Regions from separate parts of the Triticum aestivum genome. Here regions 1 and 2 are each linked to region 3. The links are chromatin contacts, called in public Hi-C maps. All regions are on one chromosome and are shown on one strand. The core of a region is the stretch at or near the end of the contact, and the rest is flanking DNA. Distances in the headings are between cores, read along the strand shown. Region 1 holds the start of LOC123053203 (OVARIAN TUMOR DOMAIN-containing deubiquitinating enzyme 12). Region 2 holds the start of LOC123053201. Region 3 has its middle 140 kb from the start of LOC123053203.

Evidence for each region. A called contact is a pair of places that touch in the nucleus more often than the background predicts.
Region 1: a Hi-C map of leaf shows a contact between it and region 3, with 4 times the contacts expected there. The contact joins the promoter of LOC123053203 here to the enhancer-like site in region 3. A contact is called at or near these places in 2 of 5 Hi-C or Micro-C datasets (both in leaf).
Region 2: a contact with region 3 is called in a Hi-C map of leaf, with 4 times the contacts expected there. The contact joins the promoter of LOC123053201 here to the enhancer-like site in region 3. A contact is called at or near these places in 2 of 5 Hi-C or Micro-C datasets (both in leaf).

Annotation. Positions count from the first base shown.
Region 1 is chr2D:371,792,542-371,795,241 of IWGSC CS RefSeq v2.1, forward strand. It overlaps LOC123053203 (OVARIAN TUMOR DOMAIN-containing deubiquitinating enzyme 12), which reads right to left and starts at 1,382. Exons shown (of 10, transcript XM_044476633.1): 1 at 1,167-1,382.
Region 2 is chr2D:371,458,549-371,461,257 of IWGSC CS RefSeq v2.1, forward strand. It overlaps LOC123053201, which reads left to right and starts at 1,300. Exons shown (of 6, transcript XR_006425464.1): 1 at 1,300-1,877; 2 at 1,988-2,084; 3 at 2,616-2,683.
Region 3 is chr2D:371,649,808-371,652,507 of IWGSC CS RefSeq v2.1, forward strand. No RefSeq gene overlaps it. Among protein-coding and RNA genes, the nearest start is that of LOC123053203, 140 kb to the right of the region's middle. Within about 2 kb of position 1,299, at least 8 of the 8 cell types and tissues checked have an H3K27ac peak or open chromatin away from gene starts, as enhancers often do. A contact at or near this core is called in leaf, where this site is marked.

The sequences.
Region 1 (2,700 bases), core at 132-2,631, 140 kb after region 3:
TTTAACAAACTCAATGAAATATTCCCCAGGATCCCATATATCTATATGTTATAACAATATATGGTATAACAACTTGTTCACTTCCATTGAATTTGGATCTGTATGTTTGAACCAATGATTGAGCATATAATTAATATCTGATGATACGTATGCAATATGAAAATGGATGTTGAGCTTAAAACAAGTACTCCCATGATTAATATCTAATGATACGTGTGCAATATAGAAATGGATGTTGAGCTTAAAACAAGTACTCCCATGGTATAAATAGACTAGTAGTCATGATTATAGAGCAGAGAATTGGGTGGTCAGTCTCATGGACATTGGCACATTGCAATATCTCTCCAATCAGGAGAGAAATGAACTAACTTATCTGCCATCTCCTCCAAAGTCAGTGAAGGCATAGGTTCTTAAAAATCTAAGAGAATTCTTTTGGCAGCTCGAAGGGAGCTAGCATAGTCAACTGTATCCAATTGACAGAATGGATTCTGCCTACCTATTGCTTCCACACAGACACAGAATCCTAGGGGCTGTTTGATTCCCAGCCATGCTTTGCCGCACTTCAAGGTGCAGCAAGATTCTCTTAGCCAAGCCAAAGTGTGGCTAAGAATTTGTGCACGCAAGCAAGCTTAGACAAGTTTGGCAAAGAAAAAATATGTGGCACGCTATGACAAAGTTGGCTTCCGAATAAACATGCCTTTTCAAGTCTCGACTAGCACCTCAGGCCGTTCAATCCCCACACACAAAGCAAATCGTTGACTCTGCGTTTGAGCATTGATTGTGGCCGAATCCCAGCCATAGAAATTCGGACTCTAATCACCGGCAAACATCAAAATTTGCACATAGAGCAACTGAACACGCTACCTTTGCTCCACCGACATTCCCAGATCGAGAGCAGGCGCGAGCGGTAGGGCAAAAAACAGGGACCGCATCGAGTTTGCACGGAAGGATTCATCGCGACAGAACCGCTCTATCCGACGGACTAGCAAGATCGATCTCCTAAGAACTCGATGACCCCCGCGGCCCGCGCCAATCAATCCCGCCCCCGAAGAGCAGGAACCGGTGCGAGGTTTCTCTTCTTGCTATCGCGCAAAGAGATTCCCCAAAAAAATCTAAGGAAAATATCTCCCGGATCACGGGAGAGGCACTGGAGCACGGGAGCATACCTGCGGCGGGAGGAGCGGGGTATGAATTTGAGAGCGGCGGCGAGGAGGGGATTGGAGGAACGCGCGAGGTTCCTCGTGGGGGCGCTTTTATTTTGTGGGCTTGGGTGGGGGGGTGGAATGGAAGAAAAGAAACGGAAAGCGGACGCGGATGGCGACGCGTTGTTTGGAGTAAGTACGAACTGCGATTTCGTTGCCTTCGGTTGCGCTTCTTGCCCGCTGCCGCGGTTTCTCACGCGTACGGCGTACCCACCACCGACCCAGCAACGAAGAGCCGGTCACCACCTCCCTGGCTCCCTTGCTATTCGCCGGGCCCGGCTTATTTGAACGGCTGACAGGTGGGTCACGCATCAGGCAGTGACGGGTGTACGTGCACTTGGAAATTGGGACCTTTTGGATCTAATTTGCTAATTCAATCTTTTTGCATGCACTTAGAGATGGATTTTTTTTTTGCGAATACACTTAGAGATGGATTGAATTAGTTGTAGTTTACCCGAATAATCGCGAGCGGACATGCGGCCACGCGCGGCTGGTATACACACCGCATCTTCTCGCGTGATTCGTGCAACTTCAATATGCGTGAGATTATAATGATTTTGACATGTAGTGTAACACTCTGTATAGCCGCATATTTTTGCAACTGACATGCGCAGTAGCTGGCCTGCAAGGCAGGAGTGCGGCATTGAACCGAGGTGTGGGCCACTCTCATCTCAGTCATTTATTTGGAGTGGATATATAAAGGCACCCAACACTACTTATCGTTGCCTTCTCCATCATGCAGCTCCTCCCCTACTTATCTTTCCCTAATTCTTGCAATCTCTTCCTCTCGTATGTCTTACATTAGTTCATAAGATCTACCCCATGGACAGCTGCTACCAACGGTAACATGCATCAAACTTTCTACTTTTACTCATCCTTACGCCAGCGAGCGCTCATTCCTTCACATGCATCCTTCTCCTGGACTTTGATTGTTCAACTATTGGTCTTCCCTGCTATATGTTCTATCATATGCTCCACCGCCCTCCATGTTCAAGTCTAGTTCATTATCTCCTTCAACAAGTATCCATTCACATTCCGACCAGGTAGCTCTCCTTCCGCTCATCCGATGGCCTGAATGGATTAGTCCGTCAGCTCCCTCTGACACACCTTCTTATGGTCTAATCCATCATAGGTATGCAACCTGTGCAAAATCAGCTGGTGGATATTACAAGCTCCCGTACTAGGTTACCAACGGGGCTTGGAAATCAATAACAAAAACTCGCCTGAGCACACATTTTGAGCGTATGAAAGGTCTTGCTATAGTACTAGCAGTGCACATTAACGAACGGCTAACCTTCCGTTGTAGCTTGAGCTTGATGCCATGGTCACCTTCTCGACGGAGTATTACTGTTACCTTCCCATGAAATTTGTTATAACCGCAACGCGTTTATGTTATATACATGCATTCTTAGGGGTATCCTATCATCCATGAAGCATTAAAATGAATGCAGAGCTCTGATGAACCGATATAACAGTACCCTCAATAATACATGAGCAA
Region 2 (2,709 bases), core at 50-2,549, 190 kb before region 3:
GCTAGTGATTGAATCTTGGATTTTTTTTGTGTTTCTATGATTAAATAGATACTTATGTACCTATAAATTATTTTTAGAAAAAATAAAGAGCAAACTATGAGGCAGCTGCAGTTCAAAATTAACCCGCTTCCACCTGAATCGGTGGAAATTTGTCTTTTTCATGAGAGGTGGATCAAAAAATTTCACACTCAACCATTTGGTCAATTGTATATTAAATATGGCCTAGTATTTTATAAAATTGATTTCGTCCAATTTTGTAACAAATATATGGTAGGTCCTTCACAAAAAAACCCTTATTTCAGGCACTCAAAAAATGGAAAATGAATTTTCCGTGCAAAGAAAATGAAAACTCCCTTAGGCAACATTGTTTGGAATTCCAAGATGCACCCTTGTGCACAATATGAGATCATTTGAACAAGCTATGGCATGAACGTGGCCATAAGATTGATCATTTGGCTTGAAAGCCATGAATCTTCATGCATGATAGCTCATTTCCGAGAACACTTTTTTAAAATAATTGCTGTATTGCAAGTTTATTATTTCTCTTGGAAACTTGGTCACATATGATGACACAATGCTAAGGTTTTCCAATTTTTTTGATTTTTTATGCCCGTTTCAAAATGCGGTCAATACGGCGGGCTTGACCGTTCCTAGCTAGTGGTTGAATCTTGGAAAACTTGTGATGTTTCTCTGATTAAATAGATACTTAAGTACCTAGAAATGATTTAAAGAGCAAACTATGAGTCAGCTGCAGTTCAAATTTGACCCGCTTCCTACTGAATCGGCGGGAATTTGTCTTTTTCACCAAAGGTGGATCAAATCTTTTGACACCCAACCATTTGCTCAATTGTGCATTAAATATGGCCTAGTATTTTAGAAAGTTGATTTGATCCAATTTTTCAACTAATATATGGTAGGTCCTTCACAAAAAAACTTATTTTGGGCACTCAAAAAAATGGAAAATTGATTTTTTGTGCAAAAGAAAATAAAAAATCCTTTTGTCGATATTGTTTACCAATCCAAGATGTAAGCCTTTGGAAAGTATGATATCATTTGAACAAATATTTGGTAGGTCTTTTACAAAAAAAGAGTCATTTTGAGCACTGAAAAATGGAAAATGATTTTTTCTAACCTATTTAGATGGTCATAAAGTCTTCAAATTGTTTGTTGCGTTCTGATTGGTTCATAGACATAACACGCGGATCATGCATCAGACACCGTCGGATGCTCCCGGATCCAACTGCGGACCTCATCCCCTCACCCTCTCACCCACGTAGCCCTCTCACCCCCTCACCCCTCACCCACGCAGACCCCACGCCCCCACTCCCCACCGTTCCAATCCCTTCTCTCCCGCACCCGCACCCGCTCGCCAAACCCTTAGCCGCCGCCCCCGCCCCCGGCCCCGCACCATGGCCATCGACGGCGAGGAGCCCGAATCACCACGCCTCCCTGTCCCCCGCTACGGCCACAGCGGGCCTTCCGGATCCGCGCCATCGACGAGCTGGATCCGCGCCTGCTCGCGCCGCCGCCGTCTCCCCGATCCAAATCGACGCCACCACCCTCTCATCCTCATGCGCCGAGCGCCGCCACCACCCTCTTGTTGCCGCCACCTCCTCCTTCCTCCAGCACCACCTCTCCAACCCCAGCAACGAGTTCGTGCTCATCTCCGACCCCGCCACCGGCCTCCATTGCTTTCACTCGAAGGAGGTCGTCGGAACCACGACGACCGGCCGGCCCGTGTGTGAGGAGACGAGTGCAACACATGATCCCACCGGAACAAGGCCAGATCGCCAGCGCCTCCCCGCTCGATCCCCTGGCCCCTCCCCTCCGGACACGCCAGCGCCCGGTCGCCGGCCCCGGCCATGGATCCCTACAAGGTACGTACCCCCTTCTTCCCCCTGACCCGGCTCCGCCAGCGTCTGTCTCTATCGCCCCATGGTCCAGCGATCTGATGCTCTGTTTTCTTGATTTCTTGTGTTGTTTGCAGGACCGGCCGACGAGCGAGGCAAACTCTGGCTACTGGACCACCAACTCCGGTGCGCCCGTCTGGAACAACAACAACGCCCTCACCGTCGGACAGTGAGGTCGGTCAGCCACCCCATCCCACCCACCCCACCTGCCCGATCTGCTCTACTTGCTGCTCCCGTCCATTTTGAGGCTGTACCTATGCCCTATGCTTAGCTTAGATTGCTTCTCCCGTGGTGAAAACAATTGAAATTTGGGGGCATAGGTTGGTTTTCCTTTCAGCTGCATAAATAGAATTGAAAGCATAGGCTCGTTTTTCATTCAGCCACGAATCAATCAGTTCAGAGATAGATACAGGTGCTAGTCCACCATTACAGACATTGTTGATTTGTTATTTGCATTACTAGCTTTTTTGGGGACAGGATTTGTATTATTAGCTGTTCATAGTCCAGTAAACTGCAATAATTCTTAATTAAAATCAACTTTTAAGCATCTGTACAGTTAACCATATGCTAGAGGATTTGAGCTGCTACAACATATGCATTTGAAGTCCCAGTCCAATGGGTGCCATCCATGACTTCAACCTGAACCAAGCATGTGCATTTTTAACTCCTCATCCATAATTATCTGATGTGCTGACACTCTCCCAGGTCGGTCTCCATTGTCTATACCATGATTGGGGACGTCTGCCTGTACATTGTTGGCAATGATGAATATGGTGAGCTTGCTCGTGAGTGATATTGA
Region 3 (2,700 bases), core at 49-2,548:
CTTCCAAATCGGACAATGGTGGTACTATGGTGTCGTTTCTCTCTTGGGAGCATCGTTTATGGAGCAGCGTTGGAAGGCAGAGGCAGGAGGTGGAGCGGCTTCCTCTTGCACGGAGCTTCGGTGGAGCTGTCAAGTCATGCCTGGCCGACAGGTGCTACGCTGAGTCATGCCTGGTTGGCAGGTGCTACGCACGACAGATCTTCCAGAGTCTTCGCGTCTGGACGGACGAGCGCAGGGCGGTGGCACCGTGGTGGCGTCAACGGATGTCCGGATTGGCAAGGATGATGTGGATCTCTCTCCTGAAGATGGATTAGTGGTCCGATGATGATGGCGGCTCCTAATACGTGTGCATGTGGTGTGCGCTTTAGGTATGCTGCACCGGATATTGGTCCCGATACGTTATGTGGATAGATCAGCGACGACACCGGTTTTAGATATGGGGAATGAGAGCACTTCACATTATCGAGTCTCTAGATGTGAGTGGTGGCTTCGGGTTATTCTTGTCAGTCCTTCGTGGAATAATTAATAATAGCTGCATGCATCGATTGATGCAGAGGCCGAGGTTAACCTCCTTTTCTTAAAATGAGTGGGAGTTAAGACGATTCCCCGGACATCCAGGCAAGGTGTCAAAAAATGAGCGATTCGACCATTCGATCTTAGTCTGGCCCAAGAGTGCTTTAAAGTTCATGGGGATGGAGCCCACGCAACCAAATAGACATTTTTTACATCGTGAAACTCTAATTGGGCTGCATGAAGGCTAACAATACACTATCATCATGAATGATTTTAAAAACATTATTGCTTAATTTTTCAAAAAAAACATTTTATCACTTAAGTAAAGAATTGCTCCCCAAATAAATAAATAAATAAATAAGTAAAGAATTGCTTTTGCCCCCGCAAAAGAAATGGTCCTATAGACCATGAGCAGGACTGTGCGGGCATCAAGATGTGCAAGCATGAAAGCGATCGATCACGACAACCGTGGTTGGCCTTGATGTGATGCTGCGTGGTCCTGTGCTTCTAGGACAAAAACCGTAGCTCTTCTGCGTGGATGGGCTCTCGATGGACGGTTGACGCCCGCACAGTGCCACGAGCGACCCCGCCTAATCAGAACTGTCGAACCGAGGAGTACTACAAATTACGACGAAGGCATCATCAGTACGCTACAGCGTTGAGTTGCCACGGACGGGCGGGTGGATGGATGGCAAGACGACGCAACGGCGATGTGCTACCGCACAGCACGCTAGTATACGACACATCCCGCGATTCGCTCCCGTGCGCGAGCGCCCACAGTCCACGGATGGATGGATGGATCCATCCGTGACACGCCGCGACCAGCTACTGCCGCGGCACGCTGTCTGCCTAATTAATTCCGGGAGACAAACCTCTCTTAATTTCTGGACCATGGCAGCCTAGCTAACGGCCCCACAGGCGCGCACAGGTGCCGTCCCTCCCCGTGCAGACGATTGCATCTCATCTCCAGGAGGATCCAACGACCATTATAAAAAAGAAAAGATCCAACGACCGGCCACGTGCTGGCATTACTACGCTACGCACTACTCGCGCGCAGACGAGCCCGCTGAGCTGAGCGGAGCTGGCTCGAGCTTGGTTGCATAAGATTGTTTGAGTTTTTTTCTCGCTTAGCAGATGAAGGAAGACGTAGTACGTAATTTTTTTTCTCGGCTGGGCTGAAGATGTTTGCATTTAGAGCTATTCATACTCTACAGCAACTGGTCCGTCCGCATCTGGAAAAAGAAAACTGGTCCGTCTCTCTCGCTCTCGCACGGCAGACGGCACGGTGGGGGGTGGCTGTCCGATCCCGTTCACACCAACAGGCAACAGTGGACAGGCGCAGCAAGCTGTACCCGCGTGGACCAGCTTTGATTAAGAGATGGTGGTGGACCGCACCGCTGGTCGTACTCTCTGGGTTGGGTTGGTTTGCCTTTTCGCCGTTCCGGCGTGGGGTCTAGGCATAGGGCTGATCATTCCTCTCCCATGACGCCAATGACCAGAATCCATGAGAGTGATGGGCGAGGGCGATGTGTGGTCCCGCGTGTTGGGCGGATCGGTGACACTGCTCAGTCGACCAAGCAGTGCGGGGACTCAACTTGAGCCGGGACATGGGAGCAGTGCGGGGACTCAACTTGAGCCGGGACATGGGAGCAGCCGGGGCCTATGCAAAACACATGGCAGCAACAATCACTTCCTTCCCATACATCATGTCACACAGCCAACGGAAAACACGCTAATCGAACTTACTAGTAACGGAAAACACAGCCAACGGAGTACTAGTGATACCAGTAACTGTTTTAGACAACGGTTCAAATTTACTAAATGGAGATAATTTTTTTGCGGGATACTAAATGGAGATTAATGTTGAAAGAAGCTCAATCTAACTAAAATGGGCATGAAACCATTCAAACATCAAATTTACCAAATGGACCACATGGGATTCAACTTGTGACCATGAAAACATAATACTAAACGGGGTAAACCATGCACCGAAAGGAAATTCAAACCAAAGGCATTCCACGGCAAAACAAGGATTGAAAATTAGTAGAATATAATCACTTATTTATTTATTTATTTATTTCTTAAGTTCCATAGTACTAGTAACGACATAGACACCCTTGGTAGTCATAGTTGTAATTGGAGGAGATTTTTTTGCGAGGGATATTAGGATGGTTCTACTAGTCAGAA